Linked DNA regions of Mus musculus: region 2 is linked to region 1. A link is a contact called in public Hi-C data. All regions are on one chromosome and are shown on one strand. The core of a region is the stretch at or near the end of the contact, and the rest is flanking DNA. Distances in the headings are between cores, read along the strand shown.

Region 1 (5,575 bases), core at 2,513-5,012:
TGGAGGTCAAGGTCAAGGTGCACAGACGACCCCAATCATGTGCGACTGAGCACAGCTGCGGCTTGTCTTTTTTTCAATCCTAGGAATCATGGTTTTCCTCTTAAAGCACAGAGAACACTAGGTGGCGTTACTGACATGCTGTGTCCGCTCTTTTCCTATTATTTCCTTTTCACAGAGCTTGAGAAAGCATAACCTCAGAAAAAACTTAACTACCCAAAACTTGTTTCTCCTCTCCTCAAAGGAAACTGAGTGGACTGCAGACCATTTAGAACACCAGACATTCCTGCCACTCTGGGAGCTCTTACAATCGGTAACAGGAAAACAAGACTATCTTTGCAAGAGCAATGGTAGAATTAGGCCTGAGAACATGATACTCAGCCCTAAGTCATTTACATTTTGAGTTTTAAAATTTAAGTTACATTTTAGCTAACTGTTTTATGTCGGTACATGTATACCACAGCACGAGTATGGAGACAACTTGTGGCAGTTGGTTCCTTCCTTCCACCATGTGGGTTCTGTGGTTGTCAGGAGCTTGGTAGCAAGCCCACTGACCCTAATTTTGAGTTAATGCTTGCACCTTACGTGACTGTATAAAGTCCTTCTTACAGTAGACAGTCCTTATCCATATTATCTCTAACTTCAACAATATCACAGCACTACTGAATGTAGAATCATATATTACTTTTCAGAGACTGATTTTGTGTTTCTTACCAAATTCCACTGGTTTATTGCAGCGATACAACTGCCTAAACTCAGGGTTACTGCCGTGGCAGCTGCTGGGATCCTGGAGAGAGTTCTTCTCACCACTGCAATCTGTGCTTTGTATCTGCCTTTGTAAACACGAGGAATAGTGCAACCCTGCCATGGACAGCATGCCCTGAATAGCTTCTTCCTCTGTGCTCGTCGAGGTAGGACATTCCCTAAGGAGCAGGTGATTCAAAACACAATGGTGTATTTTTTTCTGATAAAATAATCAGTATACTTGAAAACTTTCACAGTATTTACATCACAATGTAAAACTACTACTTCCATCAGCAAGCCTACCTTTTAACTGGGATTTCCTGTCTAGATGGCTTCTGGCTCTTCTGAAGGAGGTTCCTCACTATATCAGACTCTTCTTTAAAGTGTGATGTTATTTCATGTTTCTTTTCATCACCTGAACTTTCAGAATCTTCAGTGGCAAAGTTAATTTTCTGAAATAATAAATAGAAACAAAGCTAAAAAGAAACTAAGGCTGTACACACTAACCAGTTTATCTGCTTACAAGCTGGAGTCTTAATATTTCATATCAAAATTTGAAAATCTCTAGCAATAGTAACCTACTACCTGGATACAAAGCACACAGTTACAGACTTAAAGGTAAAACACAGCTGTCAGAAACATAAGCAGCAGTATTTCTCCCTCCACCCTTACCACAGCCACACAGAAATGCGTGGAACATGACCGTCACTGGATGGTGTGCACACACAGAGCACAGACAAGCTCTGGGAAAGCTGTCATCCACATTCCTCCTCCAGATGAGACCACACGGGTGGTCCTCACCCCACCCATGACACGTACCAGTGCAGTGCAGTCGGGTCCAGAGTCTTCTGAATCAGAACCATCAGAATATTCTGACGGTCTACTCCTGAGTTCCGATCTCACACTTGTAAAGATTCCTGGTGAAGACGAGAGGGATAAGAAACAGTCATGGCCTCTAAAGTATACCCAGTTTCAAGACAACTTTCAAGCTCCACACCTCTCTTTCCTTACTGATTTTAGTTTCCCATTTTTTTCTAATTGACCAAGATACAAGCTGACTGATGTATGTCCTTAGAATATTTGTGGTATTTTTCTTTCCAGAAAAAAAAAACAAAAAAATTGTTTTAACTAAAATGACTACAAATTGCTTCTGACTTTCCCTTTTCCTTGGTTTTCTCACTAGAAAGAAAAAAAAAAAAGGCAACTTTCAAACCTCAAGAGCATTTATGGACGGACCATGGTTTCAAGCAGTTTATTACCTGGGCTCTTATCTGCCTTTCTCTTCTGCAAGCACCACTGCATAGCAACTCTTCTATCAGCTCTCAGTGATACACTGCCTTGCCCTGACATAATAACTACCAACTACAGAGGACCAGATTTACTGGGAATTAGTGGAAACTAAGAAATTAAAAATGAATTCGGTAATATTCATTATGCAGAATCCTTTCATCACAAAGATAAAATATTGATTTTAATTATGTTTTAAATGGAAAGCTATATACTGTTCTTTCTTCCTAAAACTGTTTAAGTTCACTTTATTCAAAGAGCAAAGACTTCAAGGAGAAGGTGATACTACTACAGTGTTTGATAGTCCTATTATTACTTTATTTGTCAATAACCAATCAATGCACCAGTAGAAGCCTCCTATCAACAGGTATCAAATAACATCACACTACCTCGATTCCCACTAGATACAGATCAGCCAACCAGATGTCTCTTAATTATGAGAATGAAAGACATGCTACCACATGTGAAGTTAAGTTAAACTTGAAACTCATTTGGGACAGTAGAGGCCATAAAGCATTATGAGCTTTTAAAAGACTTTAAAAACAGTGAATCTATCTAAGGCTTGCAACTCTCACATATCCATATACTGGTAATCTATCCCTAGCTACTATACTTGACACTCACATTCAGCACCTTGCAGATTAGTGAACTACTCAAAACATACTTCAGATTTTCCAACAGTATTATAAAATGCAAACATTTTCAATCCTACAACAAACTCAAATACCAGCAAGTTACCTACTGCATATAGCACAAGGAGGGACACATACTGTTGAGTGGTTTGGGAGAGCCTTGACTTTCGGCCTCCTCTCTTCCTGAGCTCTGTTCTGTCTTCATGTTTGCATTCTGTGTTGGCTTCTTGTCCTCTTCATTTTCACTATCTGCTGTATAAAGACTTCGATCTGCAAACAGCTGTCTCTCATCTCTGTGCCACATAGGAAAAATAACTGCATCAAAAGTAGAGCATGCTCTGTAGTCCCTTCCCCTCCATTTAGACGTAGCAGAGGATTGAGACCCTTTCCTCTAATACAATTGTCTATGCGATAATGTTGGCATTATATGGACAAAAGGGGATCCACCAAAAATTAATCTGATACTTTGATATATTTACATACTTAATTATTCTTCCATTTGTCAGCAGTAATCGTAGATCATTATCTTTCGCTCTCCACTCAGGTACTGTGGAAGATGGCTGGAGATGTTTGTTGAATTTTCCATTCAGTTTAGAGCTCAGTAGGTCCTTAAAATACAAAGCAGAACTGATTTAATCTCCACCTTCAGGTAGGCCTACTCAACTAAAAAGGAGTGTTTACTATCCCTTCTTCCATGGTCCTGCCTGCCTTGTAAAGGGATGGGTAGCCATCCAGGGATTGGAGATATCTCAGTGTCCCATAATCCAGAGCTCCTCATTCCAACACATACAAAATGGTTCATCTTTCAGCAAGGCAATTTAGCAATAAAACATATTTTCTAATATAAAATGCAAAATCTGCATAAAGCAAATCCAAACACAGGCCCTTTTTGTGGATACTAAAGGGTTAGAGTCATACAGCTTTAGGCATTTTCATGTTCCTTGGCTGCTTCTACTTAATAAAGTATAGAAAGACCTTCCCACTCACCGTAACCTTGACCTCATCCTTCCCACCAAGATTGCATTCACACAACCACTACTAGGCCCAAGAGCCACAGCAAACAAAAAGAGATAATAGGAGCTGGTTTTTTAATGTATAAAAAATTACTTCCTCTTTGAGATCTTTCATAATAAGTTCCCAAAATAACTATATGTGTTAAGTAGATTCAGAACCATTTAATCTTAAAACAACATAATATCAAATATAAAATTATGTAAGGGTGTAATGACTAACGTTTAGTATTTTAACTCAGCAACATCTCTATTGTATTTTCAATTAACTGTCAACCCTATGCTTATGATGTAAAATTATGGATGAGCAAATCCTATCACAAACTCAGTAGCATGGTTTATAAAGGTATCACTACTCCGCACTCTCCTGCTCTGTCCAGTATACCAGAACTTCTCCAACCTAAACATATTTATTCTAAAAGTCTCCCATTCTGATTGTCCGAATGGTTGCTGTTGACTCAAGGACAGGCTTTCTGTATTTATCTTCCTTGGCTAGCAATACTGTGTGTTTATTTGACACCTTCTGTTAGGTCAAACATCAACCCCTAAAAGGTATTATGAGCACTTCAGCAAAGCAATCAACCACTACTGTTTGGGGTTCCCTCAAAACACTCAGCATTGGAAACATATATTTTGTTGCTCCTGTTTGTTAGAGAAAGGGTCTCACCGTTGTAGCCCAAGCTGGCCTTACCTCTCGCCCTGCCTCCCAAAGTGGGACTGCGGTGTCCTCACTTGGGTCCTTCAGCTTGCTGACCTGTGTAAGGTCTGTGGACTGTGTCTTGGGTATTCTGGTTTCTGTTTCTGTTTTTGTTTGGGCTAATATCTACTTATTAGTGAGTACATACCATGCATGTCCTTTTGGGTCTGAGTTACCTCCCAAGTGCTAAGATTACAGGCATGTACCATAATGCCCATCTTGAAATGCTACTATTTTAATATATGTCCTATCTTCCAACTTAAAACTTTGACAAAATGCTACATGAGGGCACGACTCAACTTTGCTTGCTCTAGCATCTTCTTCAGAGTTCAGAAGAGCACATGATTAGTTGGATAAACTTATTAATTTAATTAATTTAATCCTAAACATGTCAGCAATTAATGAAATCTAGGCTCCTTAGTACCACACTGTTGGCTAAAAAGACTTCATGGTCTCCACAGACAAAACAGTATCTATGACTCTACAGTAGAAACCAGCTGTACTGTTACATGTACTGAGTGTATGTACACAAACACACACACATACATACATATACACACACACACACACACACACACATACATATATATATATATACACACACACACATACATACACATATATATACACACACACATACATACATATACACACACACATATATATACACACACACACACACATACATACATACATACACACACACACACACACACACACACACACTACACACATATATATACTTGCCTCCTCCCATGGACACATCTCTAATCTTTTGAGGACTTCCCTTGTATGGAGCTCAAGAATGTCAAGGTTAGAAGGAGTTCGGACATTATGATCTCGAAGTTTCCTCATCTTTCTCCGGGAATGATATGGTGGAGATGCCTCATTTGAAGGCCGTGAAACTGGACACACAGAAGGAATTCCCTGAGATTTAACTGGTTTGCCATTTTCCTCCTAGAAGAATCAAATTCAGAGCTTGTTTTATGAAAAGGCTCTTATACATATACTTGACTAAACAATCAACCATAAAAATACTTTAAAAAACAAAGCACATTCTTAAGGCAACGTCAAAGCCTCGGCTTTCTGGAGGCCTTTATTCCCCTCTCGTCCACACACTTTGTGAACAGTAAGTACATTTCCTTGTTTTATTTGGGGAGGATTTTGTGGGGGCGTCTGGAGGGGACTTGCCTTAGCTTCCATGAACT
Region 2 (5,539 bases), core at 998-3,497, 180 kb after region 1:
CCAGCTAAACAGCTGCTTGTCCTTGGCCATGGTGCCCACTCTCACCTAATTGAGGAAATGCAGGAAGCATTTCCAGAATTATTGTACCAGAAGATACCATCAGGCAGTAAAGCCAGTGGGCCTGGCAGACAGTGTCTAAGATAAGGGCCCTGAAAGGCCCCAACAGGGTAGGCCCATCACCTGAGGCAGAGAAGACAGGGTAGGGGCGTTCAAGAGGAAGACTGTGAAGGGCTGGGGAGGAGACAGCCCAGAAAAAAACAGGCTCCAAAGAGGTTGCTGAGCACTGCTGTGTCCAAGGCTTCCTGCTGCTAGGTAATCTGAGAGCTGAGGACCGGACACTAGTGTGGAGCCATGCAGCCTGACAATGTAGGCAGCCACTGCAGGAGAACTATTGTGAGCAGTGCAGGGACCATCTGCAAGGTTCAGGAACCATGCATGGCCTGCTCCACCTGGCCTTGGCCCTGGAAGAAGAGGGCCGTACTGTCCCAGGGGCCATAGATACCAAGTATACAAGTAAGATGGATTTGACTCTCAGCGTAAGTAAAGGTGGTGGGAGGCTTACAGCACTGGTTCCACGGGGGTTCTTCAATAAATGCTGCTGGAAAACTCAGAAGGAAACTGAAAACTGAAAGAGCTGGGAGCAAAACGAGTTGTTAGAGGGAAGAATGAATTAGGACAAGAAGGAAGGGATGCGTACAGCCATCACAGCACGATGTGAACTAACAGTCCAATTCTGTATGAGCAAGGAAAGCAATGTCAGCCTGTGGTCTGCACACAGCCATGCACGTACACACATGCGTGTGCGCGCGCACACACACACACGCTCACATAAGCACACATACACACTCTCACATAAACACACATACACACATGCATACATACACACATGCAGATAAATACACACACATGCATATAAACACAAACACATGCACACACACATTCAGACACATACACACATGCATATAAACATACATACACACACACATGTGCAAATACACATGAACCTAGGAGCTGCGGTCACTAAATGTACAAATGAGCATAATATACCCACACAAACCCAAAGATTAAAAAGAAACGTAATGGACCATATAGAGACTGCCACACCCGGGGATCCATCCCATAATCAGCCCCCAAACGCTGACACCATTGCATACACCAGCAAGATTTTGCTGAAAGGACCCTGATATAGCTGTCTCTTGTGAGGCTATGCCGGTGCCTAGCAAACACAGAAGTGGATGCTCACAGTCAGCTATTGGATGGATCACAGGGCCCCCAATGGAGGAGCTAGAGAAAGTACCCAAGGAGCTAAATAGGTCTGCAACCCTATAAGTGGAACAACAATATGAACTAACCAGTACCCCCAGAGCTCATGTCTCTAGCTGCATATGTAGCAGAAGATGGCCTAGTCGGCCATCATTGGGAAAAGAGGCCCCTTGGTCTTGCAAACTTTATATGCCTCAGTACAGGGGAATGCCAGGGCCAAGAAGTGGGAGTGGGTGGGTAGGGGAGTGGAGGGGAAGGGTACAGGGGATTTTTGGGATAGTATTTGAAATGTAAATGAAGAAAATACCTAATTAAAAATAATATCTAGAGTGGTCTTTAAGCAGAGGAAAAAAAAAAACAAAACAAGAACTAAATCAATAAACAAGAACAGACATACCAAAAAAAAAAAAAAAAAAAAAAGAAAGAAAGAAACGTAAATACTCTATAACAATGTTAAGAAGGCTTTTTTTAAAAAAGACCTGCGCTAGAGAGATGGCTCAGTAGTTAAGAGCACTGCCTGCTCTTCCAGAGGTTCTGAGTTCAATTTCCAGCAACCACATGGTGGCTCACAACCACCTGTAATGAGATCTGATGCCCTTTTCTGGTGAAGACAGCAACAGTGTACTTATATATAATAAATACATCTTTTTTAAAAATTTTTTAAAAAGTCCTGGGAAAAGGTATTCACCAGTGTCAAATACAAGAAAAAGATTTTAAAAACCAAACAGTAAGGCCATGGTGGTGCATGCCTTTAATCCCAGCACTCAGGAGGCAGAGGTAGCCAGATCTCTGAGTTCAAGCCTAGCCTGGACTACAGAGTAAGTTCCAAGACAGCCAGGGCTACATAGAGAAACCCTGCCTCAAGTGGAAAAATAAAAAGAAATAAGGGGTGGGGCTCCCAAACTCAAGCTACACAAGCTGTTCCTGTGGGTGGTAAGAGGATATGATGTCCTCTTTGGTAAAAGGAGGCGCATGCTGCTGCTGATGTCACTGATGACTGAGGCAGAGTGGCAGGCGCAGAGCAAGCCAGTCCTGGCAAACATGGTTACCTAGTTCAGCTGCTGAGGGGAAAGTTGCGGGTAGAGCCAGGAAGGCAACAGGAAAGAAAAACAGGATGTTAGTCAGAAAAACTAGTCAGTACAAGTGAAGGTTTTTGCAGCTAGGCGTGGTGGCTCGTATGTGTCACCCCACACTCAAGAGGCAAAGGCAGAAGGGTCATCGTTAATTCCACACCACCCAGGGTTACCAGGAGAGCACCCGTTTAGCAAGCACAGAGGCCCTGGGTACCAGCTGCAGCACCAGGAAGATGACTCGCCACGCTCTGGTCCTTCAACCTAGCTGTCAAGAAGGGGTTTTCTTTCTTTTCCTAAGTTCTGATTTAAGGAATATGTAACTACTATTGTTAAATTCCAGGACAGACACACTTAAGGGCAAAATGTTTCCCATCCAGTCATTCTTTATTTCAGTGTGTGAAAGCCTCCTACGATTTTCCCCCAAATTAATTTTTAATCCATTTTCAAACCAGCCTTTACTGTGGCCTTTTCTGCTATTTTTGATATATGTTAGCACGTGTGCATAGGTGTGTGGGTACATGATCACATGAAGACCAGGGGTCAACACTGGCTATCTTCCTCTATCACACCCCCTCCCCCTTTTAAGTAGTATCCATGTGTGTTTGTGTTTTGCCTAAGTGTACCGTGTGCATGTAGTACCTGTGAAGGTCAGAAGTGGGTGCTGTATCTCTTGACTCTGGAGGTATGCAGATGGTTGTGACTGTCATGTGGGTTCTGGGAACTGAATCTGGGTCCTCTGGGAGAGCAGCTAGTACTCTAAAGCCACAGAGCCACCTCTCCAGCCCGTCACTGTCTTCTGAGACAGGCTCTCTTCCTGAACCTCAGCACTCTAGCTCAGCCAGACCTGTTTCCAATGTCTCCTGAGCACTGGAACTGTGTGCCGCTGCACCCAGATGTGTACACGGGGACTGAGAGTCCAAACTCAGGTATTCATGCTTTCAAAGCAAGCACTTCACCCACCCAGCCAGCTCGCCAGCTCTGACCCTTCCTTCCAGGCAAACATTTAATAAGAAAATGAGGCAAATGCCTAGGCGTTTGTTAAAGCCACTTCCTTCCCAGGTGGGCAGAAGTAGATGGAGAACGTACTCAGATTCAGAGAGAAAAACATCGTTTCATCCTGTTCTGAGTGTTTACAGCTCCATTTCAGGCAGAGCCTGGAGAGCCACGGAGAAGGGGGTAGGTGCTCAAGACTAACCTGGAAAAGGCGGCACGGGCTGATATGAGAACATGAAGATGAACCCACTGAGGAGGACGAACCTCTGAGCCACATGCGACAGAGGCTTCATCTGCAGGCACCACTGAGCAGTCTGCCTCAGAGGGAGAGAGGGGGTGCTCCCTCTAATGGGAATGAGGCCCCCCAGGACCTAGGGCAGGGGAGCAGCTCCACCTGGCAAGGCTGTGGGCTGTCTGCTTCCAGTGACAAGTGCTGGGGAACTCAAGGCACCGCTGTACTTAACTGTGGGGCTGGGCTGGGAGTGCAGGGCATTGGGAGACACACTGGGCATGTGCAGGACCCAGAGTCCACCCCAGCACCACACAGAAAGGGAAAGTGAGAGGCAATGTCAAGCTTAAGCAGGGACTAAGTAACCAAACAACCGCTGGACGTTTATTACAAAAGCGGGGGTTTGTTTCCCCTACCTTCCTATGTTTTGTGTTTTCCCTTTATGTCAGTGACTGAACAGGAAAATGGTCAGAAATCTGTAGTATTCCTGCAAGTTCATCAATACATACCTTGGAGCATAAAGCAAGAGGTGGAAGAATATTTCCTAACCCAACGTGAATTAGGTATCCCTCAAAATTGTACATTTTCCTCCTAGTTTACATAATTTAAAATGTATGTACAGAATGACCTTAAAGTATTGATTCTTATAGAATTCATAGTCTTGAAGACATACACACTACAATCTTCTAAAGGGCAGGCCTCAGGCCCTAACAATCCACTAACATGATTCAATACATACACTTCATACCCCCAGAACAAAGAGCCTTTGTCTTTCCATCTTCTGCTGAGGGAACTTCAGGAACCTGGCTGCGGCTGTGACAGAGACCAATCTTCCAACAATAAGGCTACATAGAACAGCTTCTCAGAGGGTCTTGTCGTTCCCAGACTGTGAACGTGGGTTTGAAAGCTCCATACTGGAATGTCTGAAATATAATAGTCCACAAACAGAAGACTGCTCCTAGGAGTCAGTCAAATGTGAATGAAGTCGGAGGAGAACAAGCCAACAGCCATTCTAGAGAGGACGAGAACTTCCAGAAGCCACAGAGTGACCCAGCCATCGCACAGTGTGATCTTTCCACCTTGGTAAAGGTGTGTTTCGTCCACCGCAGGCCTGTAGCATCATCTGGACTCAGCTCTGCTCTGATGCCTTAATGGTGATCCACTCTCTGCAAATGTGGTATCAGAGCTCCGTACCATAGTCTTCTCATCAATACAACATGATTCTGCCTCCTGATCACTTAGCTCTTGATTAAGGCTGAAGAACAAGGGTCCAGGACCAAAACCGGTATCTAGCGTTAGAGGGATAAGCTGACAAGCCCAACAAAGATGCTGGCAGGTTCATTTTCCTTTCAGTACATTCACAAATGTTATAAAATTCTCCAGGAACTGCTGTAGTGTAAAAAAATAATTCGCCCCTTCCTTGCCTGTGTCTGGGGTAGCTGGCAGTGTTGTAGGATGCCTGACAAGCCAAGGCTCCATTAGTGTTTAGAGAACTCCACACGAGTGAACTGAAGGCCTATGGGCCCTCCTAAGCTTCCCAGTCCGTCCTCTCCTGTGGGACCCCGTCATTCATTAAGTGAGTGAGCTTGTCTCCTTTGCACAAGAGAAAATACTTCCCTCACTATTAACGGCAAGATAAACAGAATTGTACAACTTGTCTGTGAAGAGAAAAAAGTTTTTAAAATGAACAACTTACTTCTCTTAGAGCGTCATGATTTGAGCATTAGCAAATGGATTTGAGCGAAGACATTTTGACTTCACAGAAATAAAACTTTCTGTCTTCGGTGAATTAGAAAATGACTTCTGAAAATTATAGTTAGAACAACAAACATAATGTCACACAGCTGTGAAAATATAACTCGTGTGCCACTTCCACAGGCAAAGCAAGTCATGAACGTCAAGGTTCTTACACCAGATCTGGTTTTTGCTGCAATAGTCCCTTTGTTCTATTTAGCAGGCCTTTATGAGCTTTTATATTTAT

Evidence for each region. Hi-C and Micro-C count contacts between places; a contact is called where the count stands out from the background.
Region 2: a Hi-C map of bone marrow-derived macrophages shows a contact between it and region 1, with 30 read pairs. The contact joins two enhancer-like sites. A contact is called at or near these places in 4 of 15 datasets of contacts at CTCF or cohesin (the NIH/3T3 cell line, embryonic stem cells and stem cell-derived epiblast-like cells), 67 of 484 Hi-C or Micro-C datasets (the 3T3-L1 cell line, 3T3-L1-derived adipocytes, the C2C12 cell line and 40 more), 8 of 115 datasets of contacts at active chromatin or transcription factors (CD8 T cells, PVALB interneurons, astrocytes and 3 more) and 4 of 9 other capture datasets (adipose tissue, embryonic stem cells, liver and 1 more).

The regions. Positions count from the first base shown.
Region 1 is chr6:39,146,144-39,151,718 of GRCm38.p6, forward strand. It overlaps Kdm7a (lysine (K)-specific demethylase 7A), which reads right to left. Exons shown (of 20, transcript NM_001033430.4): 12 at 5,115-5,324; 13 at 3,144-3,268; 14 at 2,799-2,953; 15 at 1,561-1,658; 16 at 1,045-1,193; 17 at 712-920. 4930599N23Rik (RIKEN cDNA 4930599N23 gene) reads left to right here. Exons shown (of 4, transcript NR_045813.1): 3 at 735-908; 4 at 1,925-2,169. Among named protein-coding and RNA genes, the nearest start is that of 4930599N23Rik, 30 kb to the left of the region's middle. Within about 2 kb of position 3,763, at least 1 of the 459 cell types and tissues checked has an H3K27ac peak or open chromatin away from gene starts, as enhancers often do. A contact at or near this core is called in bone marrow-derived macrophages, where this site is marked.
Region 2 is chr6:39,332,069-39,337,607 of GRCm38.p6, forward strand. It overlaps Slc37a3 (solute carrier family 37 (glycerol-3-phosphate transporter), member 3), which reads right to left. Exons shown (of 15, transcript NM_028123.3): 15 at 2,702-5,216. The coding sequence ends at 5,124. Among named protein-coding and RNA genes, the nearest start is that of Gm26008, 35 kb to the left of the region's middle. Within about 2 kb of position 2,248, at least 82 of the 459 cell types and tissues checked have an H3K27ac peak or open chromatin away from gene starts, as enhancers often do. A contact at or near this core is called in bone marrow-derived macrophages, where this site is marked.